Linked DNA regions of Mus musculus: regions 1 and 3 are each linked to region 2. Evidence: chromatin contacts called from public HiChIP or PLAC-seq data. All regions are on one chromosome and are shown on one strand. Each heading gives the region's core, a stretch centred on a gene start, on an enhancer-like site or on the middle of the called end of the contact. The rest is flanking DNA. Distances are from core to core; before and after follow the strand shown. Region 1 has its middle 48 kb from the start of Mir1892. Region 2 has its middle 14 kb from the start of Gm40424. Region 3 has its middle 14 kb from the start of Gm40425.

What was found. HiChIP or PLAC-seq counts read pairs in DNA pulled down with a chosen protein or histone mark.
Region 1: an H3K27ac HiChIP or PLAC-seq map of acute myeloid leukemia shows a contact between it and region 2, with 3 times the contacts expected there. The contact joins two enhancer-like sites. A contact is called at or near these places in 1 of 15 datasets of contacts at CTCF or cohesin (the NIH/3T3 cell line) and 1 of 115 datasets of contacts at active chromatin or transcription factors (acute myeloid leukemia).
Region 3: a contact with region 2 is called in a FOXA1 HiChIP or PLAC-seq map of pancreatic cancer cells. The contact joins two enhancer-like sites. A contact is called at or near these places in 10 of 484 Hi-C or Micro-C datasets (CD4 T cells, bone marrow-derived macrophages, brown adipocytes and 2 more), 5 of 115 datasets of contacts at active chromatin or transcription factors (embryonic stem cells, extraembryonic endoderm stem cells, pancreatic cancer cells and 1 more) and 1 of 9 other capture datasets (embryonic stem cells).

What each region holds. Positions count from the first base shown.
Region 1 is chr12:54,597,081-54,599,880 of GRCm38.p6, forward strand. No RefSeq gene overlaps it. Among named protein-coding and RNA genes, the nearest start is that of Mir1892, 48 kb to the right of the region's middle. Within about 2 kb of position 1,476, at least 16 of the 459 cell types and tissues checked have an H3K27ac peak or open chromatin away from gene starts, as enhancers often do. A contact at or near this core is called in acute myeloid leukemia, where this site is marked.
Region 2 is chr12:54,161,589-54,164,288 of GRCm38.p6, forward strand. No RefSeq gene overlaps it. Among named protein-coding and RNA genes, the nearest start is that of Gm40424, 14 kb to the right of the region's middle. Within about 2 kb of position 1,408, at least 182 of the 459 cell types and tissues checked have an H3K27ac peak or open chromatin away from gene starts, as enhancers often do. A contact at or near this core is called in acute myeloid leukemia and pancreatic cancer cells, where this site is marked.
Region 3 is chr12:54,534,898-54,537,615 of GRCm38.p6, forward strand. No RefSeq gene overlaps it. Among named protein-coding and RNA genes, the nearest start is that of Gm40425, 14 kb to the right of the region's middle. Within about 2 kb of position 1,439, at least 16 of the 459 cell types and tissues checked have an H3K27ac peak or open chromatin away from gene starts, as enhancers often do. A contact at or near this core is called in pancreatic cancer cells, where this site is marked.

The DNA of each region.
Region 1 (2,800 bases), core at 226-2,725, 440 kb after region 2:
GGGCAGCCTGGGCAGCCGAGTTTGAGAGTGCCTGCTCTTGTACCCACACATGAAGGCAGCCCAACATCCTTTTCAACCATGAGAACCATTTATTGAATAGCATTAGCTGTACTGTCTCATTAGATACTCAAAAGCCCCTGGGAGGCCTGGGGGTCACCAGGTCCGTTTTATAGTTTAAAAGTAAAGGCTGAGAGAAGTTACTTTTTTTGGGGGGTGGGGGTGGTTTTTTTCGAGAGGGGGTTTCTCTGTATAGCCCTGGCTGTCCTGGAACTCACTCTGTAGACCAGGCTGGTCTTGAACTCAGAAATCCGCCTGCCTCTGCCTCCCAAGTGCTGGGATCAAAGGCATGCGCCACCATGCCTGGCGAGAAGTTACATTATTGATCCAACGTTTCACAACTCTGAAAGCAAAGCTGGGGTTTGAAACCTGTCTGACTTCAGAAGATGACGCTACCCACTCTCCACAGCCCTGGGCAAGACTCATTCCACACGGAGCTCACCAACTATATTTCGGTCCCCAGAGGGCCATGGTGCTTTTCCTGCTGTCTGGGGATCAACACTTCACTCTGTCTGTAGGAGAGCATGTGCCAGTTAAGGGGAACTTGCTAGTAGAAGTTTATGGAGAAGCAATATTAAGAGATGATAACGAAATGGTCTGAATGATAATGAAAAGGTCTTCCCATCCAATTCATTGGGTGCCTGAGGTCCCACTCTCTCTGATCTCTCCTCTTTGCTTACCCTGATCCACCCCACTGGTCTTCACTCACCTTTCTGGCCCTCCCCCCAGTCTCCAGCTCAATTCTAAAAACAATAAAGTGTGCCCAGAAGCCAACATTTCTGTTTATACTGCTGGCTGGTAGCATCATTCAATGTTCGTTGATATTCTGTGTTTGCCTCTATTTTGCTAATGTCTCCTCCTCCTCAAGATGAGAGAGGGGTTGAGGAAGAATGCTAACGAAATTCTTACATTGCCTCATAACAACTGCCATCTGTCTCATAACTCATGGTGAGTAAAGGTGACTTGGCCCTCACACACTAAACAATGAAAGCCATTCCCTGACCTGCCTTCTCCTGCTTGGGGATGCTCTTTCCAAATGTGGGCCACACCAGTCAGCATGTGTTCACAGCCTGTCCTACAGAGTCCAAAGCTGGGACAGTGAGTCAAGGGCCCCAGAACCCTTTCTGGCCTAGGAGAAAAGTCTGGCTTCTCCTCAAACTAGGCCCAGAACTGCTATAGGCAATAACCATGCTAGCCAAGTTCTGAGTGAGAGGGGAAATGGGTCACCTGTTTTGAAACTATTTATTTACTTTTATTGTATGTGTATGTTTTGCCTCAATGTATGTATATGACTACATGTGAGCCTTGTGCCCTAAATCACCTCTACAGCCCCAGAAAACATGTTCTTACACTCCATTCCCTGTACCCACTCCCTCTGGTCTTCCCCGCCCACTTCCTGGGTGATTTCCCTCTGTTCTTCACCCTGATGTCATCACTTGGCACACATCACAGACCCATACATTTTGTCTTAGATATGACATAGTCATCTGTTAGAAACAGAAATAGAGGAGGGCTAGAGAGATGGCTCACTGTGGGAAGCCACATGTGCCGTTGCAGAGTGGCACTGACTACTGCTGGCCACCACGCATAAGTTTGGACAAACAACCAATGTGTACATATGCAGTAAAGTTTTTTGCAAAGACACTGCCTGGCCCGGGCATGATAATGAGGCTTTGAGAGTATAACCAATCAGATGTGAGACATGCAAATGAGGTATAATAATGAGGCTCTGTGAAGTACAGAGAGAGAGTAGCCAATCAGATGAGGAATATGCAAATGAGGCATAGTGCATAACCAATCTGGGTGTGAGACACGCCTCTCCTAGGCCTATATAAGCAGCACCAGTTCTGGGCTCCGGGTCTTTTCACCTCTGCAATCAAGCTCTCCCAATAAACGTGTGCAGAAGGATCCTGTTGCAGCGTCGTTCTTGCTGGTCAAGTCCGGCGCGCGCAAGAGCTCACCACTGCTGCTCTTCCAGAGGACCTGGGTTTGGTTCTCAGCATCCACGTGATAGCTAACAACTCTCTAGTTCCAGAGGACCCAATACCCTCTTCTGGTCTCCATGAGCACTTAGTGCCAAGCTCTCCACTCGAGTCAGCTTGACAGGCTGAGGCTTGAAAGCTACTCACGAGGCAAAAGAGTTTCACGGAAACTCACTCCTGGAGTCTGGCGTTCTCTCTAACCCATACATTAATTTTACATTCCCACGTTAGCCTAGTGTATGGATCTCTTTTAGTATTATCCTATTATAAGTGCCTTTTAAGATTGGATTCTAGCATAGCTAAAGCCTTGCCAGCGTTCCAACAGTCCTAGAAAGTCCTTGAGCAAGACCTTGGGCTTGGAATTCAGTAAGAATGTTGCTATTCAGTGACATTCAGAATTGCCTCTGGTATTACACTATCACTTTGAGTAAAAGCTAGGTCACTGCCCCACACAGGAATTTACCACCACCAAGGAAGAAGGAAGTTTCTGACTGAAGGAGAAACCAGAATAAATACTTAGAACTATAGCTGAGTTACACCTATATACAGAAATTTACAATGGTTTAGGAAGTAGATCGGGCTGTGGTTTTAGAGTATTGCATTATTCATGAGATGGTTAGCTAGAACGGAACTCCCTAGTTAGAACCATGACTTGGGTGTGATAGCCCTTGCCCTAGGAGAGAAAAGTTCTCACACCTGGCTTCTAAGACTATAGCTGACCTTAGATAGGGCTGACTTTGTCTCAGTTATTTTTATTGCCC
Region 2 (2,700 bases), core at 158-2,657:
AGTATTATAGTGGTCCTAGGTGTCCGCAATTCCTCTAGGCTCTGCCCAACAGTTACCTAGCAACAATCTACATCTCCACCCTGGGTTCAGCCAGGAGCCAGCAGTATAAGGACTACTTGGCTTCTCTCTCTCTCTCTCTCTCTCTCTCCTCCATCCCTCTATCTTACCTCTCTGTGTCTCCACCCCCCTCCCCTACATGTTCCAGGCTGGCCTCTCCTTCTCTTCCCCTCTCCTTTCCCTTTCTGTCCCACCTGCCTTCCTCTGCCTCTAACCCCATCCCAGGCACCCTGCTGCTCCGTTCCCTGGCTCCCTTCCCCCAATAAACTTCTTTTGTTCTAGGCCTGTCATGTGACTTGATCCCAAGACTCCTTGGCAGGGACCACTGAGGTGCTCCCTCCAGCCGCACTATACTACATCATCTTATAAAACACAACAATAGTCATGATGGTGACAGAGCTAAGTGAGCCTCGAGAGACAACTGGTCCACTGAGAGTAAATGAAGTCGAGGTCCTGAAGTTTAAATTGCCTGGCAGCAATGTTCCCAGGAGCACTCCTGGGGCAGGGGGATACCCCATTCTCCTTTTCAAGCTCTGTAGTCTTGTCAGAAGAGTTTCTGTTTTATATATATATTTGAGGGGGGGCCATTCTGGGCCAAAGGATTAAAAGGAGAAAAAGAACACATTTATATAAAGTACTGAGGTAAGTTTATTCCCATATCCTTATCTGGGAAAGCAACAGGCAGAGATCATGTGACAGCAAACCCAAAACTTCTCCCCTCATATGGGGGGGGGGGGACGGGGACATGGGGAACGGGGGGGGGGGGGGCGGGGGAGGGACGGACACTGGCTGCTTTGATTAAATCTTAATGCAAAGGCTGCAGATTAAGTTGTCATTCTGTAGAAGTCTTAGTAGCTACAGGCAGGCATCTTAGCTGCCAGACCCTTGTGCTAATCATCGAAAGTCACAGCTGTCTTGTTTTTTTTTAATGGGTGTCCTTTATCAAGATAACATAAATTTACTGACAAAAGGAAATTCGTGGACAGCCTGGAGGGGAAGCAGGAGGTAGGTAAGAGTGAATGGCCCTGCTAAAAACAGCGCCCCACACCCAGGAGAAAGTGTCCCTGCCCTGGAAGTCAATTCACCTTCCCCGCTCCCCACTCAACTACAGTCTGTTAGGAAACCCCAGGCACAAGAGTACGCAAGACGGCAAGAACGAACGCCAAAGGAGGCTCGGAAGTGTGTGAGCCTCTGAAAGTTAGAAGCCAGGAGGAAAGGCTTGGCTAAAAATAGAACTTATCAGATGGATTAAAGTCCCTCCCGAGAATGTTATCTCTCCCCACAGGAGGGTGGGGGGAAAGTCTGTCAAGGGGAACACAGGCCACAGGATGAATAAGCAGAAAAATAGGAGGAAATGACCAAGCCAATGCACGGGGCGTGCGTGCTGTACGAGAGCTGGCAGAGACAGCGCAGCTCCGCAGCTCCGGAGCCCAGAATCGGAGAATTTGCTGAGGCAGGGCACTCCCCAAAGCAAGACACTGCCAAGTACGGGGCGGGGGAGCAGTTTGTCCTTCCTCCCCACCTTTTCAGAATTGAGGCATTCCCGTTTGATTGGATATTACCTTTTCAAGCCATTTATTTAAAAAAAAAAAAAAAAGTCTACAGAAAAGGTTTCTTGGGAAAGTCCGCCTTCCAGCATTTTATGGCACACACCCAATGAAATTTCCCAAATCGATAGTTGGTGAATCCTTAGATCCTTTCCCAAGTTCCCACTGCTTTCTGGGCCACCCCCAGCTTGGGTCAGGTCAAGAGGAACAAGAGAAGCTTCCTAGAGCTGCCGGCAGCTACTCCAGACCAGTGAGAGACCAACACAGTATGTCCAGTCCCCTCCTCTCTTCAGTCCTCTTCCTCAGAAGTCCTCAATAGACAAAAGGCTCTTCTACACCTTAATCCCAAGTTACCTTTTGACATCTACACACACACATACACACACATCACTCACATACACACATACACACACATACACACATACACACACACACACACATATACACACACACACATATACACACATACACACACATCACTCACACACACACACACACACATGTACACACATACACACACACACACACACACACACACATCACTCACAAACATGAGACATCCCGAATTGTGTAGTGTTTTAATCAGCTGAGTATTTATCCACTCCTAGAGCAATCTTTCTCAAGTTGGTAAAACATTATCAATAAGCTACAACAGTATTCCCTAAAACCAGAGATGTCTTTTTAAAAAGAATCACAAAATGACCTCTATAAATGTTCCCAAGAGTCAATTGGAGTGGCATACACCTTTAATTCCAGCACTCGGAAGAATCGAGTGGATCTTTGTGAGGCCAGCCTGGTCTACAGAGTGAGCTCCAGGACAGCCAAGGCTATACAGAGAAACCCTGACTTGGAAAAGCATACCCTGTCCCCCAAAATAATAAGAAAGGGAAAATAAAGGCACTCAGAAATGTAAGAGTTAACTCCCAGGAGTTAGGAGAAAGGCTTCCAGGAGAAAGGTTACTTGTCTTAAGTGGGGAAATCACCAAAGATCAAAGTTTTTTTTTAGTCTTATTTCAACACAGTTGTTCACACTGTTAAGTAGGCTGAAGGCTGTGTGTCACGGGGTAGGAATCTAAGTGTGTCAAGAAGAAAAGGC
Region 3 (2,718 bases), core at 189-2,688, 370 kb after region 2:
CGGGGGCAGGGATCTGATTGCTGATCACTGCGTCATCTGAGGACTAGATGAAAGATAAAGAGACCAGAGATAGTTTTACATCCTCTTCTGGCTGTTTTAACTTTCTTTTCCCTTTCAATTTCCCCCTTAACCAGTCAGTAATAAAAGGCAAAATTAACTAAGTTCTGTCTTATCTCCATTCCATAGCTTCTACGTTCATGAGGAAGCGAGCGGTAAGCGATAAAAAATAATCTGAAAGAGACAGAATGAGTTGAGAAACCAGGAGACAAGTGATTTCAGACAGCCAGCTGCAGATGCCTCAGTGAGAAAAGACGTTCGCTTCAGAGTTCACCCCTGGAGACAGAAAGCACTATAGTTTTTGCTTAATTTAATTTAATATGGTAATTACTGGGAGAAAAAAGAATCCTAAGAATAAATGAGTGTTACATTTTTCAGCAATGCTTGTTTTTATTTTGTTTGTTGAATCTGTTATCTCACCGTGTCTTGTTGAAGATACTAAGTGTAGTCTAAGTCTAGATGATCCTGAGAAGAAAATATTAAATTACCATCAGTAACGAATACCTAATGCTTATAACCTGATACAATTAATATTTCCAGCAATGATTTAACATAAAAGCATAAATGACACCATAGAGTACTCACATTCTTTACTCTGAAGTATTTATTATTTTAATTCTAACTTCTGAGAACCCCTCGCACTGATGATTTTTTTAGGTAAGGGTGCTTTGCTTTATGTGTGTCACTGAACCATAAACAAGGCTGGCTTTCTGCACAGGAGACTGAAGTCATCAGAGTCCTTGGAACTGGAGTTCCAGACAGTTATAAGCTGCCATGTGAGCGCTTGGAATCAGATCCGGGTCCCCTAGGAGAGCTGCTGGTGCTCTTAGCCACTGAGCCATCTCTGGCCCCCACGATCAAGTCTTTTACATGGCTATTTTCAATACTGGAGGACAGAAGGCTCTTTTAGTATCTACATGACAGCTGAATGTCCCTTCTGACCCCTCCCCCCCCCCCCCCCCCCCCGCGCCCCGATAATCTGCACAGCAGCCCAGTCACAGAGGTAAATCATGCTGTGGTATAGATGTGGAAGCCAAAAGATAACTTTTGGGAATTGGTTCTTTCTTTCCACCATGCGTGCCTAAGGAACTGAAAACTGGTCAGCAGGCTTGGAGACATTTAAATGGTCCTTAAGAAAGCCCAGATGCTGCTTGGGGGGAGGGGGAGCATCAGGAAAGCATCAGGAGAGGAGGAGCCAGTCCTGGTCGCCTCTGCCTCCTGCCTCCTGCCTCCTGCCTCCTGCCTCCTGCCTCCTGCCTCCTGCCTCCTGCCTCCTGCCTCCTGCCTCCTGCCTCCTGCCTCCTGCCTCCTGCCTCCTGCCTCCTGCCTCCTGCCTCCATCTGCCATGGCCTGTAGGGACTTTGAAACTCCCCAACTACCCTCTATGAAAGGCAGCTCTGTCCTTACTATGATGCAGTGTTGTTTTATGACTTTGGGGAATTACTCATAGTATTGATGGCTGGTGAATTAACATAATGGTTTTTTAGTTCTTTGTGAGGGAGTTTTCAGACTTCCTGTTAGGGACCATAAAGAAACAAAAAATGATCCACTGTCCTGAGACAATCTCTCTATCCACCCCTCCTCCTTTTTTTTTTTTTAATTCAAAAATCCCACAGAAAACTATAGGAACTGAAAAGTCTCAAAATTCACAGCAAAGCAATTGCTGCGTTCCCAGTGTCAACTATATAACCTTGGGTTGTTTTTTTTTTTCCTGAGTCTGTCCCAGAAGGCTTTGTTCCCATTCACACAAACCTGAACAAGGAGTCACTCATAAAGAACATTCACACATTAAAAAAAAAAAAAAAAATATGGGAGATGTTGAAAAGAAAGAGCTACATCGCTCATTTGGAGGACAGTAAATGAGGTCCTGAAGGTCCTTCTGGATTGGTTGACTCTGGGAATTCATGTTTCTCCATTTCCACACTGAACGGGTAACCAAGTTCCTCTCAGCGCCAGCTCCATCCACCCTGGAGACAATCCTTGGCTCTCTCATTGCTCTGTGTAATTCTGTTCTGTTTCATCTCTTGTTCCAAATTGAAATCCTCACACTTCTTCCAGCGTCCATGTTTCTTACAAGTTAGATTGATGACTTTTTCCTCCCTAGAGGTTTTTCGTTTAAGTCAACACACTTACGAGTCTGTTCACAGCGAACACTGTTCACTCCCCCAAGAGGAATTCTAGGGACTCCAAGGAGCTCCTTGTGGAAGACAGAGGTTTTATTCAGAGTCTGGAATTGTGCACGCTCTCTTGGGGTTCATTCAGAGTATTCTTCCCGCTTTTACAGAGATGTATCAAGCCTGTTGCCAAGCAAAGGCTTGCCTACAATCATGGCTTTAAATTTTTCAGCCAGGAGCCAAGAGTGATGGCGCATGCGCATAATCTCATTACCTGGGAGGTGGGGGCAGGAGGCTCCAGAGTTTGAGGCTGGTCTTGGCTATGTAGTGAATTGGAGGCCAGCCTGGGTTACGTGAGACCCTGTTTTAATACATCATGGGGTGGGGGTATCGGCCACGCCTATAGGAAACCGGAGTTGCTAAATCCGAAAGACTTTATCTTTATGTGTCGATCCAAATAACGCACAGGAGGAGGGTAGTATGAGCCAAAAGATCTTCAGCTAGGTTTGGCCTAATTTGTAATATCAATAGTCTGCTTTGTGGACAG